Linked DNA regions of Anas platyrhynchos: region 2 is linked to region 1. A link is a contact called in public Hi-C data. All regions are on one chromosome and are shown on one strand. The core of a region is the stretch at or near the end of the contact, and the rest is flanking DNA. Distances in the headings are between cores, read along the strand shown.

Region 1 (4,737 bases), core at 1,437-3,936:
TTAACATTGCTCAGCTAAAGCCAATTCAAGGGGCACAGGCCAGATTTTGCCATGGAGGGGCCCAGCATCCAGTGGTGAATTTGCTCCAGCAAAAACCATCAGCAGACAAGTGCAACCGAGTGGGACAAGAGTGATACGTGAGGCTGGCCACCTGCACAGTTCTATTCTTTGTGAAGCTTTTGGGGCAGAGGTGCCTGAAATATAACTATTTGCTGCCAGGGATCATTTTTAAAATAGAGCAGCCAACCTCCTCGTACTGCAGAGATACATGCACATGTTTTGGCAGGTATTTCATAAATAGACAACCTTCTGGCACCCAGATTCTCATAACTGGGAGGACAACAAATACAAACATTTACTTAAGGACTGGTAGGGGTTGCATCTGATTTCTTTTCCGTAACTCTGATATTATTGTTTTGGTAATACAAAATATATCTTCAAAATCTGGGGCTGATTATTTAGCCTAAAAATCAAGAAAAACAAACAGACAAACAAACAAAAAACAAACACAAAAATCACAATCCACAGTAACATTAGAAATGATTTAGAAAAGTCAAAAATAAAAAGTTATACAAAGTGGTAGCACCTCTGTGCATCCTTTCTTGGGGTCCTGGTTGTGCCCAGTTTTGGTGTTCTGTCACAAATTATTACGTTACAGGTAACTGATACTTTTAACAGAGTTCTCAGTGATTTTCCAGTAACCATTTCATGCAAACTGTTAGGGCAGAGAGAGCTCTTATTTTTTCGCCACTGAGCGAAGGCCAGCAGTAGTGTTTGGGTACCACAGAAGCCCCATGGGCTTGTGACAGTAAAAATCCGTGCCTGTGCAGTTCAGTCATATCAGGCACACACAAATCCACTCCACCTTGAGGTTTCCTTGCTGTGAGGAGCCTGGGATGTCTAATTAGCTCTGAACTCTGTCTGAACTTTTCCTTGAGCTCAGTGCTACATTGTGTAGCCTTTCTGGTGTCTAATAAGGGTGAAATCACACTGCAGCACTAATCTAATTCAGGTAAAAACAAACAAAGCATGAGATAACCGTCTGATGGAGGCCAGCCTGTTATTAGTTCCTGTACTCAAAGACGTGCTCATTCATTTAACCCAAAATAGCCATTTTTGGCTTGCATTTAGTTTAAAAAGGAGCAGCAAAATTAAAAACAAAAAATCATTTGCAGTGGTGATCTGCAACACAGCCTAGGGAAGTTCAGGCTGCAGGTCCCATCCCTGTACTGATTCTGATTTCACTGGTTTTCAGCAGCAGAGCTGGCTTTCAGTGAAAAGAATGAAGCTTTCCAAGGCAGCTGATTTTCACTGAAAAATATGTGGGCTATTCATATTTTCCACTTGTGAAGCAAAAAAGGAAAATCATTAACCCAAAACGTTTTACCTGAAGTAGTGTATTCTTATTCACCGGACAGTGAAACAGGTATCCTGGCTGCTCCTCTCCCATCTTTTTCTTCTTGGAAGAGCAAGTGTAGCTAAGACAGTCAGGATGTCATGCAAAAAAGAAAAAGGTTGGCCAAAGGACTAGCTCACCAGCCTGCTGCACCTAAGCAGGGTAAATACCAGCTTTTTGCCCATTTTCCATGGGGCTGTGGGAGAGAGCTTTTCTGAGACAGAGAGGATGTCTGTTCACTTGGTTGTATGGGATTTTCCTTCCAGCAACATCCAAACAAATATTAAAGAATTTCTGTATATATAGAAATATGAATTCAGCCATTTGGTTTCAGAAGCAATGAAAACTTTCTCTCATTTCTTCTACATCCATGAAAACACACTGGGATTTTACAAGAATTAAAGCAATATACTTGAAAAATTAACAAATGAACTGAATTATTTTACTACTAACATAAATAGCATTTCAGCACAGACTTTCACATCTAATCAGTTGTTAAACTTCTCCAGTACATGTTCCTGTTTCGGTGTAGCACAAAATGAGAGTTTAGGACCTGAAGTAGAGTAACCAAAGAATTTATCTCGTCTTCATTGCTGCTAATTTAATCCTGTGAAATTTCCCACATTCAGCACTGCAGAGTAGACCCACTGTGAAGCCATCTGAAATCTCCCACAGATGCTTTAGACAATGAGAAATACAAATCTGCAAATCTGAATACTGCTCACAATAAACTGGAGCAGCATTTCCTGGTGGCTGGGCTAGAGATAACAGGGCTGACTGGACGCGAAGGTAAAAGGCACTCTAAATAATGAACTGCTGACTAAGAGCGATGTCAGGATTACAGTACATACCGTATGGCTATCAGCAAGCAGCACAGTGAATGGTAATGGTCTCTGAAAAATGCATTCAATCAGGGAAATTGCCCCACCTGTGGCTCATTAACAGGATTAAGTCCTGATACAAAGTGACAGTCAGTATTATTTGTTTAGGCAAAACGCTCGCTCTCTTTGTAGTTTTTGGCATATCCAGCTGGCTTTAACAATATGGATCTGAGACAGCTAGTGTAGCTTTAATGTTAAATTAGCCAGGGTTAAAAGCTTGCCAAGGCTAAGCAGAAACAAAGTGCTCTTTTTCGCAAAGCTGGCACACGGGGCCGGCTTCGTTTCAGCAGTGCCCATGTGGTAGGTGTTCCATTCCCCGCACCCGCAGCAGCAATGATCCAGGCATTAAATGTCACTTTGTCACCAGAGCAGCACGCTATCACAGTACGAGCCACACCGTGCTCTCCAGGGCCAAGCAAACCATGCGAAAACCCGGGGCTCGTTGGGAAACCGTGAAACTTCTCAGCGGTGTCAGAAGCGGCTGCGCGGCCGCTCTGTTTACGGGAGTCTCAGGCGGCACAGCCCGGAGGTCTGTTCTGAAGTCTAAACAAGAGATAACAGCTCAAAGTCCTCAGCTGGTAGAAATTAGTGCTGCTACTGTGAACTTCTGGAGCTGCCGTGGTTTGGTTTGTTGGAAGACAGCTGGAGCATGGCCTGCAGCGTGTCGCGGGTTCACCGCTGCGGCCTTCCAGCTCTGCACCGAGGAGACGGTGCTGGAGAGGTGGTCACGCTGTGGCACTTGCTTAACAGGGCCATGGGGCTGGGGATAGCTTCAGAAATCAAATATCAGATGCTATTTAGCAGCTGTTTTAGAATTAAGTGGGTCCTAGTTTGAAGTCCCTTTTTGTGTCTTCACTTCTTGCACTGACAAAATAATATGGAACTAAAGTTACATCTAATTCTCCGAAGTTATTTGCAATGCGTCTTTTTCAGAGCTTAATCCAATGCCTTGGCTTCGTGGGTTAGGAAGAATTGTTCTTTCAAGGTTACTCTAAGCCTGCACCGTTTTTCCCCTGTGGCTGGTGCAGGAGCCACGGGCAGAGCTGGAGCAGACACAGCAGCCTTGGCACTTCTCTCCAGGAGTGCCATGGGGTATATTCTCTTGGGGTCATCCCTAAATGATGCTTGAGGTAACCTTTGAGAACTGTGATTCATTGTGTTTAAGAGAAACCAACATTAAACCCTATAACAGTCTTCAAAGTCAGAATGTTACATGATGATATCTTAAATACAACGTCAAGTGTGGAGAGTAAGTTAAAATCCATAAACCACTGTGAACTTTGGCATTAAAGGGGCAGAAAATGCTGGAAATGTTTGTTCGTGTCATAGCCTAGTTACATCCTCATGATTAAGAATTGGCATGCAAGATAAAAGGAACGGTGTTCAAAAAAAAATCTGATACATTCAAAACTTTGGATCAAAACCAGAATAGAGTATTTGCCAAAGAGGAGGCTGAAGGGCTCAATCAAGCTGCAGCAGATCTTTACAAAACAAAGTTCTTTATGCCTGTTGTTCTAATGTGGAAAGTAAATGGGCAGTATAGCTACATAAGGCACCAGAGTATCCCGTCATTTATAGCCAGAGGACAGCCACAGATAAAGGACTGTAATGCAATCTAAGTGGTACTGCTGTGAAACCAGAGTAATTTCATTTAGGTCAGAGGATTCTGTTTGTGTGGTATAGACTTATGAATATAATAATTCTTAGTGATGACAGATTATCCTGCCAGTGTGGTCCAGCACTCTGGGCTTTTACAGAAACGCCATGTTACACACTTTTTTTTAGCCCGTGTCCTGTGATATGCATTAGATTTGTGATATATATGAGCCACTAAAGACTGGACTGAAATCCCTAAATCCAATATAATCTCAGAGATCATAACATAAGCTGCCCAAAACAAAATAAATTGTGCCATTAACCAAGAGGATATAGATGATCATAAGCAGTTTTCTTTTTTTTAACGAATATGAAATAAAGTCATGAAGGCCCAAGGACCAGAGAAAAATTATCCCTGTTGCAAGAGAATGTCAGACAATGAAACTAACCTCTTGTATTAAACTACATTTAATAGAGCTGGAGAGTAGTGATTGCACACAGCTAATTCATAAATGTGGGAAGCAAGTGGGAAACCAGGAGAATTTCCTTCTCCATCCGCTTGAAATGGCCTGTTTCAGATTCTAAAGGTATGGAAAAGCTTACAGTTCCTCTTTTTTTGCTTTGATTATATCTATTTTATGTTAGCACTTGTTTAACAACATTTAGACATTGCCTGTCCATCTCCCTTTGATATAAATTCCTGTGTCTAGGCCTAAATATTCCATCAGGAAAGATGGCTGTGCAGCCAACCAAGGAATATAATGGTCTGTGTTCCTCAAAAGCTCACATCATCCCTACCTGAAAACCTTCACCATTTTTTTCCAGACAGATCATCATTCTTTAAATGAATCTTTCTCTTTCAGT
Region 2 (4,737 bases), core at 1,074-3,573, 320 kb after region 1:
GAAAGGAAAGGATGGACAGACTGAGGCCAATGTTACCATGACATCCGTTTAACAGGGTCCTGCATCCATTTAACAGGGTCCTGCACCAGTGACACCAGGGGAATTATTTCTATTTTATATTGGGACAAAGGTGTTCAGAATCTGTCCAAGAGCTGAATGAAGATGAGTTAATGCACAGGGGTGTATATGGACAAAGTCTGAGCTTGGATGCACCCAAGAAATTTCCGTCTGATCAGCATTGTTCTCCCTGGAGCTACAATGGCTTGAGGCCTAGAAGGCCAAAGGTGACTTTCAGCTGCCCTGTAAAAAGATCCAAAGCAGCAAGAAGCTGGATTAAGGGGCAGGATGAAATGAAAAGAGAAGGAAGACTTTGCTGATATGAAAGACGGAAATGATGGCACTCTGAAGAAGACAATATCTGGACCAATTTTCACAGCCCAGTTTCTAGAAAAACATGGTTTTGGCACACGTGTTTTTTGGTACTCCATCCCTTGCCAGCCCAAGTGGGTTTTTAGCAGGCACGATGACAGCAATCCCCTGCGAGAGGAGAGTTATGCCAGCACGTACCTCATCAGCTGCAGCATGGGCAGGGGCCAGGGGAAACAGCAAAGGCGACGTGATGAGGTACTACATGAGGTAGATGAAGGGGTCTCGGCCTAGAGTGGAGAAGGGAAGTGAAGGGGAAAGCTGTGGCCAGATCACACGTCGTGGTCTCAATACAACCCATCACAAACCCCCTGCTGATGGCAGATAGGATAGTTTAGCCATGCGCAGAGGGAGAAATGGTGTGAAAAAGAGCAGGGAACAAGAGCAAGAACACAGCTGCCCATGGGCTGCACCATGCCCATGTGGAGACAGAAGTCAACAGGCCAGGCAGGGAAACAAAAAATCCCTCAATAAAAGTCCTGTAGGAAGCCCTCCTGAAGGGAAGGCTGGCAGGGTGCTAAGAGTGTAGAAGAGGTTTTCACTATTTTGACCCAGACCCAGGGACATCCCAAACCCATAGCTATGTAGAAGTCTAACCTACAGCTTGGGTTTCATGGGCAGACCTTGGCAGCTTCATCCCAGCTTTTGGAGGACTCATAACCAAAACTGTAAGGTAAGAAGAAAATGTTTTACCAACCAAAAACTGATTTTAACAACTGTGTCAACTGAAATGTTCTTCCCAATCACCTACCTCCATAAAAAAAAAATATATATATACATGTATATATATATATATATATATATATATATATATATATATATATCCTTGAGTTTCAAAGCCCATATAGTTTCAGATTTTTTTTTTCAATTTCTTCCTTTGTGAAGAGTGGAAATAGGAGTCTTCACTCTGAATATTTACTTTTACTTAAGAACCCAGATTCCTCTTATTAAAATATGTAGCTTGAAAAACTTCTGCTAAATCTTAGCATCAGTCTTGTGTCCAAGGAATTAACAGGCAAATGTGGTTTTATTTTACTCCAGCTCCCATTTCTGCATTTCTTCTCTAGTCAGCATAGGGCAGGAGGAGAAACCTGATGGTGGAGGGTCTCCCTTCCTCCCATGTTACCATTAGTCCCTTTCCAAGCCAGTCTTTCCCAGGCACTTCATTTGTACCAGTCTGAAATAACAAGATAAGCCCAGTGACTGTTCCAGTAATACCCCCCGGTTACAGGAGGCTGTTGAAGCTTTACTGAAAGCTACTGAGTGCAAATGTCAAGGTCTTCCAGAAAACTGCTGGGGTGAGACAAAGAGGTTAAAGAGGCAAAATCGCCTAGTTGATGAGCAGATCTTGGCCATGTTGTCACCAGCAGCCAGAGCACATATCCCATTGAGCGATGCCTTCACAGAAGGAATCTGCAACTGCAGACAGCCCCAATTATATGGACCGACAGACAAACGTGCAACAGGGGATGACAAATGGCCAAAAATATTTTCTTACCGAGCAAGCAGGGGGAGGTGGGAGCCCCTGCTCCAGGCAGAGGAGGTTTGTTTAATCTACCCAGCCCCCTCTGCCGACCCCAGATCGTTTCCTCCTCCAACAGCTGCAGCCGTGGGGGACGGAGCAGCACGGAGACGTACAGCTGTCCCTCGACCAACACCACACCACCCCGCTGAGGATCCAGCCCCATGGGTCCAACCCTGAGCCCAGCTCCCCCAGCTTCTGTCCAAACTGTTTGGACAATTTTTTAAGATTCCTTTCCGATATCAGTTTGGAGAATAAAAGCTACAGCCTTCCACTGAAAACTTTGCCCGGTTTAAAGCCTTCAACTTGCAAAGCCATGGTGCGATAGCAGAAATGCATTCCTCTCAAAGCCAGGTCAGTGACTGTGCAATCAGGACCTTGATTTGTATTTTAAGTATCGCACATAAATACACTCCTCCTTGACCAGCACACGCTGCTCTTGATCCGTACACCTCCCACGTGAACAGCAGTGATACTTCATTTTTGCAAAATTCAGCTGTTGTGAAGCTTTCCAAGCAGTGTGCTAAATCATCTCCGAGGATTACAGTGCAGCTTGAGGTGAAGGGTTTGGTTTATCTGTGTTCAGTTGCAGCATTTTGGATAAAAGGTTTACGGGTTTTGTTTGTTTGTTTGTTTGTTTTTTGTCAGTCAGCTGAAGGGGATTTCTGAACAGGAGGACCCTGACAGTGGTGAATGTCACTGCTCATGGGGAGGTCTTTTTTCCATGGCAAGATTGGCACAGTTGGAGCCTGAGCAAACTCAAGAGACTGACTGGAGACTGACCAAACACAAATGGCCCCTTTAAAATGTCTACATCACATTTGTTAATGCCAGGCCACAAAGGCTGGGTACAGTCACGAGGACAAAAGGTCTAAAAGAAGACGAATCCTCAAACTGGGCTGGCTCCCCCAGCACAAAGGGGGCCAGAACAAGGACATGAAGTGCATTTCTCTTTTTTTTTTTTTTTTTTTTGGTCCTATTTAGCTTGTCCCTACCCATAGCACAATTTCCTGGCCTGGCTCTATATAAATGACAACCTTATAAATTTGAACTGCACTTTTTCTAACCTGGATTATTTTTTTTTTTGGACACAAAAAGTTCAGTATTTGACATAATCGCCTTTTGGCATGCTGTATAAATATGTATTTTGTTAGACTGATTGACTCTCTGTGAGGACTGAGAAGGAATAAAGTTCCACTATTCACCATTGTCAAAGCAATACCCCAGACTCCTAATCAAATCTGCTCCTGCGAAGGTAGAAAAAACAATAACTCTGCCATAAGTAACTTCGCTGGAGCCACCGCTCTGACGCCGTGAAACTGAGTTTTTCTGTGCTGCAGAGAGACTTGACTGAGTTGTTTGTTTTGTTGTGTTTTTTTTTTTTTTTTAATAAGTTGTAGGTAGTTGTTTTCTAACTTGTTCATTGCCATTTTCTTGATTACACAACATTTTCTCCCAAGGGGCACCACAAGGTACATGAGATACAGAGGGTTTGATATCAATGTTGTTAGAGAAGGATCCCCACTGCTTCAGTGTACATAGGCTGAAGGCACAGGACTACAGAATTAAAGAACCACAAACAGGTCTAAACCGCATCTGTGTCATGTCCACACAAATCAGCATGGGGGTTCGTCATACTACATTTAAACAAACTCCAGCTGACAACTTAATTTGGGAAAAAATCTGTATCATCACTGATCAGCTACCTCGCATTGAGTCAGTAACAGGCCCATTACAGGGTCAGTTTGATGCTGGTAAATTTGATGTTTTGAACATTTTTGAAATTTTGTTTTGAGGTCTGGGCAGGAGTTTGGACTAAATGATCCCCAGAGATACCCCAGAGATGCCCTGTTTCTTGGTGGCTCTGTGCAGGTCTCTTTATGCTTCTGAGACTAGTAGGACCTCAGCATTTCATTAACAAATGAGAAAATCTGCCTTGAAATTTATATGAAAAGGTATCAGATTCACTGGAGACAGAAAAATACATTTTCACAACACTATTTACATTGAGTACAAAGAATAATTTAAAACTAATCACTGGCATAATTGCACTGATTTTGTATGCATTTTTTTCATCCAAGGTATAGCTGTTTCTAAGATCTGATGTGGAAATTTCATCGTGCAGACAGCACAGTGCATTCCAAGGAAAAGCAGTCTTTTCTTCACAGATAAGTGATTCGGTTCCATTTGTACTTCCATATAGAAGAAGGGTTTAATTTTATCTTTGTACATCAGATGGTGTTTGGGATCAGGAGAACAGCATCCAAATCACTTGGGAATTTCTCTTGTTGAAGGCTGTGGCAACAAACAGATGCCTGACCTGCCATACCACTCTGTTCTTAGCAATTATCCAAGTCACATGAAATATTCCTAAATTAGATTAATTATCAAGCCACCAGACCAGCCTCACAGCAGCTGCATAAAACCAGCTTTACCAATTGTGTCGATAGCAATGCCACCTCCAAAAAGAGTACAGGAAAACAATAATATCAGCCCTGCTGAATAGCAAGTCTAATGCTTTCACCTCACGTCTCCAAATTATGTGAGCTGGTGAAGACACGTTTGTCACACAAGGAGGAATAACGTCCTGTGCTACCCTTCGGGATGCTACAAGGGATGGTGCAGGTCTACAGTCACTGTAACCTCACAGATGGAGCAAGCATTCACAGCGGGATGGATCCCCAACACTTCAGCCTCAGGTAGAACAGAGCTCACCATTGTGTTAGGTACCTCTGGGGAGGGTTCATACAGAGCTTCGTGAGTCTTCTTGAAGGATCTACAGCATAGAT

Evidence for each region. Hi-C and Micro-C count contacts between places; a contact is called where the count stands out from the background.
Region 2: a contact with region 1 is called in a Hi-C map of skeletal muscle, with 3 times the contacts expected there. The contact joins two enhancer-like sites. A contact is called at or near these places in 3 of 8 Hi-C or Micro-C datasets (liver, skeletal muscle and subcutaneous adipose tissue).

The regions. Positions count from the first base shown.
Region 1 is chr4:73,201,280-73,206,016 of IASCAAS_PekinDuck_T2T, forward strand. No RefSeq gene overlaps it. Among named protein-coding and RNA genes, the nearest start is that of RNF212, 34 kb to the left of the region's middle. Within about 2 kb of position 2,687, at least 3 of the 8 cell types and tissues checked have an H3K27ac peak or open chromatin away from gene starts, as enhancers often do.
Region 2 is chr4:73,524,603-73,529,339 of IASCAAS_PekinDuck_T2T, forward strand. No RefSeq gene overlaps it. Among named protein-coding and RNA genes, the nearest start is that of FGFRL1, 29 kb to the left of the region's middle. Within about 2 kb of position 2,324, at least 3 of the 8 cell types and tissues checked have an H3K27ac peak or open chromatin away from gene starts, as enhancers often do.